2 separate regions of the Rattus norvegicus genome follow, and region 1 is linked to region 2. The links are chromatin contacts, called in public Hi-C maps. All regions are on one chromosome and are shown on one strand. Each heading gives the region's core, a stretch centred on a gene start, on an enhancer-like site or on the middle of the called end of the contact. The rest is flanking DNA. Distances are from core to core; before and after follow the strand shown. Region 1 holds the start of Cetn3 (centrin 3). Region 2 holds the start of Lysmd3 (LysM domain containing 3).

Region 1 (6,234 bases), core at 2,444-4,943, 160 kb before region 2:
ACAAAAAATACATAAAACAATGCATTAAATACAAAGATAATAATTTGTTACATAACACATACAAATATATTTCCAACTTCTGAATTCTGAAACAAAGAAAGCACTATTTTCTCTCCTTCAACATAAACGCTATGTGTTTGTTTGGAGACAGGGTCTGCACATCATGTAGTTATTTTCATATAGTAAAAAATTTTAAACTAATACAAATAACATTCAAATAAGGGATATAGAGACATGTCACAGATATGCTCTTGGCGCATAAAAGCAATAAAAAGCATAAAAGTCTCAGGCATCCATGGTTGACATAGTGGAACTGTATAATCTGATCACTCAAGAGACTGAAACAGGACTGTCATACATTTGAGACCAGCATGGGATACATATAAAGATCCTTTCTCAGCAAACAAGCAAGCAGTCGGCATTCCCAGCGGAGCAGGTATAATTAGCTGCTGCGGTGCAATTAGTTTCAGATGACTGAGTTTACACAGAAAACCGCTGCTAGTCCCAGGAAAGGAAAGCTGGGTTAGTAGTCAGTGAGGTCTTCTAAGTCAGTGGTCCCTTACTGAACAGAGGAAGAGCTGAAAGAAAGGACGTGGAGACAACGACTGGGATGAAGGTGTCCCCGTCTGGACCGGGAGGCTCTGGGCAGAAGAAATTCCTAACTAAGGACAAGTGGGAAGTGGAGACAGTAGCATTCAAAGGTCATTGAGCGGAGGAAGCTTTACTTAGCATACAGGGGACAGCCAGAAACAGCTTATGAGCAACGAACATAGTCAAAGGATTCAAGAACAACAGGAATTAATGGTGGTGTAAAAGACAAGTCAGAAATGAGGACGCTCCAGCTATGAGACAAAGTCCCCATCTGTGATGGTCAATGACAACGAATAGCTAAGACACTGGACAGGAAGAACTCATGCTATGTGGAGGAGGGGAGCAGCAGCAAGAGAACAGTGGGTTAGGGAATGAGCTAAAGGAGGACCTCAAGACTGAGGCCAAAGCTTCAAAGTCTATTATTACTTTTAAATAGTCTATCATCTCGCTACATAGATTCTACCCCTATAATGTTAAAACTACTAAATGAACTTTTAAGGGTACTTAAAGAGATCAAAATGTGATCCTTCTTACTAGGCTGAACGTGAGAAATGTGTTCATAACCAATTTCCCCTTCCCTCTTTACTAGTAATTAAAGCCTTGGGTAGGACATTTTCCTTCTGCACGTAGCAACATTAGGCATCAGACAATTTATATCCTTTGTAACAGAGAAGAGTGTACTCTAAGAGTGTGCTAGTATTATCTTAAAAATTAAAAGTCAATCTCAAATGTCTGAGCAAAGTCAATGATCTCTCCATTTCAAAACTGTCAGTAAGAGTTCTCGCCCTAAAATCTTGAGGACCAGAGTTCAAATCCCCATCACTCATGTAAAGACAGGCATAGTTGTGGAGACAGCAGCGATCCCCAGAGTTCACTCTCAAGTGCTGAACTTCCAACTCAGGGAAATAGCCTGTCTCAAGGCAGTGGAGTAGAGTGATGGAAGATACACAGGCCCTATTCTGCCCACCACATGATACACAAGGGGATGTACAGGCCAGCAGGGGCACATGCATATGCCAAAAAATTTTGTTTTGTTAAAAATCTGAGCTATATCATCACACAGAAGAAAACAACTGTAGGAAGAACATGCTAAGAACTGTCCCTTTACTGGGTGAATGGAAAAGTTAGACTTCCCATCAAGATGCACTCTTACACTTAAATACAAGGTTCTAGAAGCCATACTCCATTTTTACTCCGTTTTCTTGTAGCACCTGTGGGTGGGCACTACAAACAGCCTCACAGTTCTGAAACAAGCTTCTAAAGTAGACTTTAAAGCAACAGGCACAAACGCAATTGAGTTAAACAAAAATGGATCTTAAATACCCTGTTACCTTTAATTCATGATAATCTATGGCTTGGTCTTTGTCGGTATCAAACAGTTCAAAAGCATCTTTAATTTCTTGCTTCTGTTCTTCAGAGAGTTCTCTTCGTTTTTTCCTTTTTGTTTTGTCTACTACAAGCTCACCTCTAGGACACAGAAAAATGCCTTTAGTCTACTTTAACCCAACTTAGGACAAAGAATCATTTTCTAAATTTCAACAGAGTAGTCTGGCACATAAAGAAACTGAGCCTAAGTTAACGTCCTGTAGTCCAAATGTACTTTTATAACCGAAATCCTAATCAAAGTTGAAAGCATCATACATATTATTCCTGTCATCTACCAAGAACATAAAAATAACCAAAAAAAAAAAACATACAAAAGTGAAATTCACAAATGACAACCAACTCACAATTACTACAAAAATCATCCATAAAACTTAAAAGATTACTTTAGCATTCTAAGTCCAAAATGTTTTTAGATTATACATTTCTAACAGTGCTTTGTGGTTTTATTCCACTGATATTAGCCAGGCAAACTATTAAAGGGCCTAAACATGCAAATACTAGGCGCCCAGAATCGCAGCATCTAATACTCGTGCTTAAGTCCACGACGTGATGTTTAAAAGTGTTTTAACTCTCACTTAACATGTAAACGATAGGTTAGACGTCTTCATTTAAAAACTCTGAAGTTTAAAGGAAATCTAAAAAGGGCACTTGGATCTGAAAATGTCTGCCTTAAGAGCTGCCAATGCAAAAAGCAGTCCAAATGTTTAAACGAGGATACGACACAACACGTGTATCAGCACGTTTTAAAAGATGGAAGCTTTAAAACCTCAAAATCTTAAAACTCGGCTGACTGTAACAGCGTCTCGTCAGGAACGCCCTCCGGGTGGACCAGACGTGGGAGATCAGTGCTGAGCGGGTGACGGTGGCAGCCAGGAATCTTTCTCACGTGACCCCAGCTCACACACACACACACACACACACACACACCCCCAGGCTAATGCGCGGTCACACACACACACACACACACACACACACACACTCGCCACACACCCACCCCAGGCTAATGCGCGGACACACACACACACACACACACTCGCCACACACCCACCCCAGGCTAATGCGCGGACACACACACACACACACACACTCGCCACACACCCACCCCAGGCTAATGCGCGGTCACACACACACACACACACACACACACACTCGCCACACACCCACCCCAGGCTAATGCGCGGACACACACACACACACACACACACACACACTCGCCACACACCCACCCCAGGCTAATGCGCGGTCCGGGGGCGCCTTTAAGTGTAGATGGACAGGGTGAGGAGCCAATGGGGAGGGGGGATGTCCGGAAGTGACTGGAGGGTGTCACGGAAACGAGATCCACCCAGGACGCCCAAAGCACAGCGTGCCACGGGACCCGGGCAGAAAGGCGAGCTCTCCTGTGACTTTCCGGAGGAAGCAGGCGGCCAGGCCCGAAACCCGCAGATGCGTGAGGGAAACCTCGCGAGACTTCACTCGGGGAGCGGCGCTGTGGGAGGCGGGGACCGCCGAGGTCTGATGCTCGGCACTCCTCGTCCGCTCCCGACTCGGCCTCCCTTCCACGCCCTCCCTGGCCCCTCTGGGGAACGGAGGCGCGGCCTCCTCGTTACCGACCTCAGAGCTAAACTCATTTTCTCTTCCGACAGAGGTGTTCCGCTCAAGGACTTTACCACGAGAACCGCTCAACAGCCACCAACCTCCACGGCCTCGGGGACCACCCACCTGACAGAAGTTTCTGGGTGCGATTGGCCGAAATTGCCAACAGCCGGCCCATTGGGGCGGAAGCGTCGATTGTCTTCTGTTTCCATTGGTCAGCATTCATGTCAGTCAAGTACACATTTCGCCCTGCTGTCTGTCTGACCCCTTGGATTGGCCAGATGCTTTCCTGAATCCTTTGCGCGCCTGTTAAGTCACCACGCGGGGTTCAGGCAGGCAAGGCTAGGCTCTACGGGTGACATGGTGCTGGAGTTCCGAGCACGCGTGCACAGCGTCGACCGAAGGAAGGGGAAGAAGGCACGGCACAAGCAGCCTGCTCAGACGGAGCAGTGATTGAGGAACCAGGTCTACAAAAAGATGTACAATTCTGGGTGGCTGGTACACCCGAGAAACTTAAATCTAAAGGTGATGTTCTCCAATCTTAGTTCAGTAACGACCAAGCTAAGCATTCTTCCCCGTACAGCTTTCCCAAGTGATTTTAAGGCAGACTGGATTAGTCTTTTCATTTTGTTGTTTTGTTAGGTCATGTACAGTGAGACTACCTAAACCATCCTTTTCTTCTGTGCGACTTGCAATGTATTTGTTTGCTTCTGCTCTTCACTTTCTAGTGCTGTAAACCTTGTGTGTGCATTCTATCTCCACTCCCCACCAAGCCTCTTGAAGCTTACTTCGATCACCAAGCTGCTAGACCGACTGTCCTCAAGGCCACAATTCCGTTTACACGAATATTTGTACCAAATGAAATATCTGGAACTTAGGTGTTCCATAAATACTTGATGCGTAAAACGAAGTCTTATTGTGGAAAACTTGGAAACTCCTGAGCTAACCAAGCAGTTCTTATAGGCATAAATACAATAAACTGGGGCTAGGTGTTAGAAAAGGGAAATACTATATCTAAATTTGTATGTGAAGGAAGGACACTGGGTAATTGGCTGTGTATGAGTTAAGCCTGGAGTGTAGATAGAAATTTGACTAGAGAGTTGGGATAGAACTAAAAAGTAATAGCTAAATGGTAGCATTCCCAAAACCAAAGTAGAGAAATGAAGAACTTGCTGGGCGTGGTGCTACATACTTTTAATCCCAGCACCCAATAGACATACAATCGGATCTCTGAGTTCTTTACATTGTGAATTCCAGGCCAGCCAGGACTAGTAGTGAGACTCTGCCTAAAATATAAAATTAAGTACTTTTATTTCTTAAATATTTAATGTTAACTATTTAGTGCACAGATATGAAGTTAAGTTAAACATTGTACAATTACCAGTGATTCATAAGTGACTGTTCTGGAGGCTGTACATAGATCATAGTGGTATGATAGGTAGAATAATAGCTAAGGCTACATCTTGGTATCCTGAAACCATAAATATGGTACCTAATAGGGGAAAAGATGTCTACGAGTCAAATTAGAATCCACACCTTGAGATATAATGTTAAAATGGGTCATGAGAGGGAACAGAGTCTAATCACAATGTCTAATTCTGACGAGTACAGGACTTTTACCCACCTGTGATCAGAGCCAGAAAAGACTTGTTAAGGCTCAGTCTGTTATCATGGTTTTGAAAACAGAGATGTAGAGAAGCATTCCCCTGAGTCATGGATGCTAGAAGCCGAAATCGAACAGTGAAGAATAATGATGTCCCTGGAAGCAGGAGTGACAGACATCAGGACAGTGATGAACACCACCAAATGCAAAAGCATAAATTACTTAAAGAGTTATGAGACTTTGGCAGGATGATTTATAACTCAGTTGTGCAGTTTGCCAAAGTAAACTTCGTAGATGGCAATATTGTTTCCCAATTTCAAAAGACTGGGTATGTCTGCTAGACATTTCCAGAAGAATCCCAGTCTTTCCAACCAGTTTTTGGCCCAGTGAAGCCTACAGATAGTGTCTGACTTTCAAAACTAAAAGCAAACTTGTGATAAGATTTGTCAGAGCTACTATAAGGTACTTTCACAAAGAATCTGTGAGAGACAGCACAATTACATAGTTCAAATACCATTAACGCTTACCAAAATTCTGGAATAGACCCCTTACTTCATTAGTAGTTTTTGATCCCATGAATCAGTTTCAGAAGTCACAAAAGCAGTCATATATCCCACAAGCTTCTTGTCTCTTTTATAGTTTGGTTTAGTTTCATTGTCTTGTGTTGGTGAAGATTATGAACTATAAAGAACAATCTAAACCACGGGTCTTAAATCTGTAGTAAAATTATTTCATTTTCTGGTTTGGTGTTTGAGGAAAATGTAAAAATGTGTTTTGTTGATTACCTCCCAACACCACTCGTGATTTAGGTATCTTTCTAGTCAATAAAAAAATACAAACCATTTAAAAGGTCTGTGCAATTGATGAGAGCTGTGTTACATTTTCAAGGGAAAATATCATTGATTTCGACCAAAAATCAAAAATTGTGAATGAAATATTTGAACATTGAGTTTATACTTAAATTCATATTTATTAAAGAAAGCAAATAAAATGATTATGTATATGCAAAAAAGAATGTCATTTCTTTAAAATGTCATAAGCCAAGACACACTACCTCAGGG
Region 2 (6,772 bases), core at 18-2,517:
AACCCCACATCTTCAATGGAGAGGGTATCTGTCAGTGTTGTGGAACCAGTAGCAAGCTGCATAAATACACGTACAGCCTCTGCAAGTATCCGTTTCGGATCCTCACAAGCCGTCCATGAGCAGAAAGGATTCCATAGAAAGCAATGCATATAGGGGGTTATGTTGCCTTACGTATGCTGTCCCTCTAAAGCGCTCTCCCTTGCATTCTTAGTACAGGTATCTGAAATTTACTCAAGAATACCTAGAAGCTATTGGAAACACTATTTATATACCAGTCTTTTCGTCGCCAGAGTCTTAACTAGGAATCCAGACATTTTCCTGCATCTCATTCTATTCCTCTAAAACGAAAGAAAAGCAGAATAAACAATCTGGACACTCATGTTTGACTCACTAAGAATTGGCTGTGTTCATCTGTAATCCAAGTGCCAAGCTACACTTTGGCCCAGGCAGGTACTGACATGTACAAACTACCACAGATTAGAGTACACAATATACCAGTCACCAGCCTCAATTCTCTTTTCCTCCCTGAATTCTCTCTGGGATCTATGGCTTCAGAAAACTAGAACATGTTGCATACAGCACCGCTGACAAATGTCCTGAAAGTGCTCATCGATGGATACAGTGAGTGTGTTTTCATCCACCCGGTCTAGACCGGAAAGTAACTCCCTAAACCCTTAGGTGCTACATAGTAATTGCTGCTGGGTATTTGGTCTTGACCTTAGGCAGGGAGTTAACAGAAGACTCACAGGGCACAAGCCAGTTCAGCACTTAGGACAGAATTACCCCGATCCAATTCACCAGGGTCAATTTTAAACCAAAGCATCAACGAAACTTCCTCCTTGTTCTACTCCACTCGCTTTTATTTTTATTTTCATTTTTCCTTTTCCTCCGGACGTCCCCCGCAAAAATTACATCTCTGTTTTATAAGTTGCAGCATCAGATGGGGACGCTTCGGAGCAGATGCTACGGGGACAGAGTGGCCCGGAAAGAGCTGCCCAGAACCGGGAGGTTAGAGTCCTCCCCGAACCAGGGACGGCGCCCCACGGTGACCCCCGTTCGACGTCGTGCCCCGCCCCGCCCCCCAGCCACTGTCACCTGTCTTCTAGCAGGGGCGCGGCGACACGGTTATGTACGCCACCACAGCCGCGGCCCCGGGGAAGTTCATGACCGACTCCCGGTCCTCGGATGTCTGGGTCCGCTTCTGCCACTGTCGCCGCCTTCGCCGCTGTCGCCGCCGTCCCCGCCTTCCGCACCGACAGCCGCCGCCACGTCCGCAAACCTGCGGTGCGTCATCGCGTAGAGTAGGCGGAGGTGCGAGGGCGCGGGCAGGGGCGGGGAACCCAGAATCTGGCGGCCAACCGCAGGCCCACGCCAGCACGCAGGCGCACCGATGCGACGGGGGCGGGACCTTTAGTCAGCCCTGCCTCTAGCCCCGCCCCCTCCGGGGCAGCCGAGCCGAGTTGGACCGCTGCTGATTGTGCAAGGGGGCTAAGAAACGTACGGAGCGGAGGACATGCATGGGGAGGAGCCAATGGAGGGCCGCTGTGCATTTCTTCATGCCCCGTGTCTGTAATTTTCATCTTGGTGGGGCAGAGGAAAGCAAAAGCACTGGGTTTACGTCTGTGCTTTAGGAAATCAAACTGTGAGCCCTAGAGCAGCATGAAGGCAGACCTTGGGTCCTTACGTGAGCAGAGTGAGTCACTTAAAGCCAAGCCAGGGAAGGGTTTGTCCTAGAGCTGCACACCAAAGGCAACAAGGTTACCAACGACTTGTAACCTAGTTGGATTTGAAAATCAACAGGACGTCTTTGGTAGTTAGTGTTGCACTATCTGATGTCAGTGAAATAAATACCTCATGTCTTCCGACTTAATTTATATTAGAAATTTGCTGAAGGGGTAGGGTATTTATGCAAATGATGTATGGCATTTTAACAGTGCGCCTGGTGATTTGTGTTGACTAGGGACACTACACTTGACTAAATGCTTACCCATTTAAGTCAACACTGCTTGAACTCCGGATGTTCCGCACTTTACTGGAACGCTGTTCCAAACCTTTTCCAATGGGTTTTGTTTGTTTGTTTGTTTTGTTGGTTCCTTGGTCGGTTCGTTCTGGAAAGTACGTCTACCAGGACTGGGGTTTTTACTTACATTGCAATAGGTGCCTGTGTGAAAGGCTAGGCACTGTGCTGGACAATGCTGTAAACTCCAGGCAAAGACAACTGGGAAAAAAGTTTGCCCAAGCTGTTCTGTGCACTCTTGCCCCTATGACACCGCTGTCCGTAACCATTTATCACGGAGACATTTTCTCATCGGGAGACAAAGGATATATTCCGTCCTTGACGTGTAGGGCTTCACCTCTTCAGTTCTCATGAATGTTAATGGGATGCAACTTTCTTTTTGCAAGTGGGTTACTTTTCTTATTTTAATGTCAATAGGCCATGGACTCCTTGGGAGACTCTGGGGAATAGAATGAATTCCAAGCATTTCTTCAGGGCTGCTACCTGTTTGCTTTAAAGAAACATTCTACATGATATCTGCAAAGCTTTTGAATGATTATTTATATCTTACTAAAATCGTGTATTTTATTTGTTTACAATGAGGCCACGATATGTGCATATTTTATTATTAAACTATCACAAAAGAAGCCGTTAGCTACAAATGTTGGCTGTGTTCCAAAAATGCTGGCCAATAAGAACAAGTATTTGTCTTCGGAAATGAGGGTGTTCTCAGCAATCTGAAGGGCAAAAGGAGTAGCTTTTCCAGATCTCATCTGATATGCTGTCCATTAAAATGTTGCAGTTGAAAGTACATGTCTCTAGGAATTGGTGTTTTTGTAGCTAACATTTAGGTTTAGACAAAGTAAATGCAGTGTTGTATAGAATTAATTGATACAACTGTGAGACACCCTTTGCTAAAATTCATTAAAATTAAAAATAAAGTTAACTAGAACACAACTTTGCTGAGTATGTACCTTAAATTCACTTACAGATAACAACTGAATCAGAGTGTTCATCAATAGCTAACTGGATCCTTTGAGTTCCTTAAAACAATGTAATGTTTGATCAAAAGATTAGGTTTCTCTTTCTTTATTTATTAATAAATTTGTCTACAAAAAGGAATATGTACAAGAAATGTATTCCAGTCATTGCAGATTTAGTTGTTTTATTTTTTAAAAAGCACAAAATCCTGTGTATCAGGACATGTATTTAGAGCAGAGAACCCAAATAAAACTCCAGACAGGTTGCATGTGTGCCTGTAACTCAGTGTTGGGGGCCCAGGAGAGTGAATTCAGGAGGACCACTGAAGCTTGCTGGCCACCAGCCTAGCTTCAAAGTTCAGTAGAAACCTCTGTCTGGGAGGAAAAAGACAGAAGGACAACAGGACACCTGTCTTAGTTAAGGTATCCATTGCTCTGACAAAATACCATGACCAAAAAACAAGTTGGAGAGGAAATGGTTTGCTGTTGTCATGGAAGGAAGTCAGGACAGGAACTGAAACAAGGCAGGAACCCAGATACAGGAGCTGATGCAGAAGCCATGGAGGGGTGTTACTTACTGGCTTGCTCTCCATGGCTTGCTCAGCCTGCTTTCTTATAGAACCCAAGACCACCAGCCCAGGGATGGCCCCACCCACAATGGGCTGGGCCTTCCTCATCAATCACTAATTTAAACCAACACCTTACAGGACTGCCTATAACCCCATGGTATGGGCTCATTTTTTTAGTTGAGGTTCCTTCCTCTCAGATAACTGCAGATTGGGGGATATTCATGACTATGCACATGTAGAAAGATTCCCAAGATATATTTTAAAGATTAAAAAAATCCAGTTACATAAGAGATACAGTGTGTTTTCCTTTGGGATAAAACTTAAATGCACATGTCCAACTTTATTAGCAATAAAATATTAAGAATACATACAGTGTATGTTGTAATAACTAGACATGGTACCCCAGAGCTAACTGTGCATGTCTGAATTATTCTTAAGTTCTTTGGAACTTTGTATCTGAGGGATGCATACTTGAAAATATTTCAATTCTATCAGAAATTAATGCCATTGCCGAGGTCTCAATTAGTTTTACATTGCTTCCTGGGCCCCTGGGGCTAACTTCTTTCAGCCCTGTATTGCCACTCTCTGCTACTTTCTATACCTTTTTAGAAGCAAATCTGGAAAACACTGCTGTACATTAAAGAAACGGTGAAGTTAATTCTGAATGGACTATAGAGTGAAATCTAAAATGCCTTCAGTTGTAATTTTCAAACAATTTACATAGAGAAAACACTACTGCTTCTCTTCTTCAGACATCCTGAAGGTAGAAAATAAGTCACTGCTTGCTTTAAATCTGTTATGCTGTTGTGGTAGACGGAATCCTTACTCGCCTCTCACCCTATAGTTTTAAATATGGTGATTATTATAATCATAGTTTTGCTACATATAGATGAAAGAAGAGTCAAATATACTGTGGGACTATAGAGAATCTTTTAAAAGCTTGTAAGCCATTTAGGGAGATTAAATATGACTCAAAAATAACCATCTCCAATGTCTCCAGCTATCCAGATTTTATTAGATAAAAACTAGTATCCCAAGCACTATTCTTAAGGTAGGTAGTAGAGATAGATAGGAATAGTTATATGCCTATAATTAAGTAGGTCACCTATTAAAATTCTTTTTTCTAATGGTCTTTATAAGAACTATGGTCACACAAGCAAATCATAAATTAATGCTCCTAGATTCTACAGCACACTTAAGTGTATGCCTACTGTTGTTTAAATATCGGCCCATGCCCAGACATAACACACCAAGACAACATGGTTCCACGTGGAGAGGTTTAATGAGAGAAGAAGAGGAGAGGAGAGGAAAGGCTGGCTATGAGCACGTGGAGGGAAAGGGGGGAGGTAGAGAGAAGGGACAGGGAAGAGGGGAAGAGCAGGGAAGCAGAAGAACCAGAGCAAGAGAGGAGTAAGAGGGAGGGGAGGGGGCAAGCAGTCCTTTACAGTCAGGCACAGCTGGCTGTTGCCAGGCAACTGTGGGGCGGAGCATACCTGGCTGTTCCCAGGTAGCTGTGGGGGTGGAGCTTAGACAGAATACCAACATCTAACCTTCCCAACACTTAGCCAAGATGGCTAGAGAGAATTCAGTTAAGTCTACTCCACTGGGGGAAAATGAGATATCCCTTCCTCTGAAACTGGTTGAGGACAGAAGGTGAAGGCAGAGAGTGATCACTCAGACAGAGGTACTCAAAAGAGAATGCAAAGGTGGCTGTCTTAGGGTTTCACTGCTGTGAAGAGACACCATGACCAAGGCAAGTCTTATAAGGCACAACATTTAATTGGTGCTGGCTTACAGGTTCAGAGTTTCAGTCCATTTTCATCAAGGCGGGAGCATGGCAGCATGCAGGTAGGCATGGCACTGAAGAGCTGAGAGTTCTACGTCTGGTTCCTAAGGCAAACAGGAGAAAACTGACTTCCAGGCAGTTAGGAGGACGCTGTCTCAAAGCCCACTCACCATCACAGTGACACACTTCCTCCAATAGGCCACACCTCCTAATAGTGTTAATCTCTGGGCCAAGCATATTCAAACCACCACAGTGATCATCTAGCTAGAGTTTCTAGGGCTGAAGTGGTATAAGAGCACAGCCAAGAAAGTTAAGGGTAGGAAGGCATCAACTTGTGTCTACCTATGCAGATCTCATCTGCTGGACCTGGGACCTGAACACAGTCTAATATTGTAAACAGCCTTACTTCAGTTTCAGTGTACTCTTACAATGAATAACAAAACGAGCCATGATCCAATGAAGGTCATTTGTGTTGAGAAAAAGATGTAAATAAATCCTAGTAAGCATATGCTAAATATTAACAGGGAAGGCCTTTCCCAGAACTTTCTCAGGATAAACCAATTTAAACGAAACTGTCTGGCACACACTGTAGATTAAATCTGAAAAAGCTCTAAAACAAGGCAGAAGGCCATATCCAGATTCAGGGTCCACTGACCAGATCAGGTTCTGTAACTATGATGTCCAACAAGAATAACTGTGTCTTGGACTGGAGAGATGGCTCAGCTGTTCAGAGCACTGGCTGATCTTCCAGAGGTCCTGAGTTCAATCCCCAACAACCATATGGTGGTCACAATGATCTATAATGGAATCTGATGCCCTCTTTTTGTGTGTCTGAAGAGAGTGACAGCGCATTCATATACATTAAATAAATAAATCTTTTTTTAAAAAGGCATAAACATGTCTTATGAATTGAATGTAAATGTTTGTCACAGGAGGCACAAAATCACATCCAAGAACAATCCAGGAAACAGAATGAATCTGAGTTAAAGGGCTTGCTACCTTTCCCCCTGAAGCCTTTCTCACAGTTCCCTAAGGCATTATTCTGGTCTAAGCCTTTCCAGGTTGACACTGCCTTACTAAGAACCTCTGAGAAACAAAGGCAGAAATTACAAAGCAAAACTTAAAGTGTCCATGCTCATATTAAAAACTACACAGCTGACTGGCAGTACTGGCCTATAATCCCAGCTACACAAAAGGTTGAAGCAGGAGAATGAAAAGTTCAAGGATATACTGGGCTGGGGTTGGGGTGGGGGTTGGTATGAATGAAGGACACTACCCAAAAAACTTTAAAAATGACCTGAAATGACCTGAATATGGCTGGCTATACATTTCAGTAGTGGATAGCTTTAAGTTAGTATGGGTGAGACCCTAAGTTCCCTGCCCATTAGAGAGGGGGCAGAGGGAGAAAGGAAGGAAGGGAGAGAGAGAGAGAGAGAGAGAG

What was found. A called contact is a pair of places that touch in the nucleus more often than the background predicts.
Region 1: a contact with region 2 is called in a Hi-C map of liver, with 2.7 times the contacts expected there. The contact joins the promoter of Cetn3 here to the promoter of Lysmd3 in region 2. A contact is called at or near these places in 2 of 12 Hi-C or Micro-C datasets (liver and mammary epithelial cells).

Annotation. Positions count from the first base shown.
Region 1 is chr2:13,822,550-13,828,783 of GRCr8, reverse strand. It overlaps Cetn3 (centrin 3), which reads right to left and starts at 3,693. Exons shown (of 5, transcript NM_001191842.1): 1 at 3,589-3,693; 2 at 1,923-2,058. The coding sequence starts at 3,605.
Region 2 is chr2:13,663,960-13,670,731 of GRCr8, reverse strand. It overlaps Lysmd3 (LysM domain containing 3), which reads right to left and starts at 1,267. Exons shown (of 3, transcript NM_001009698.1): 1 at 1,096-1,267.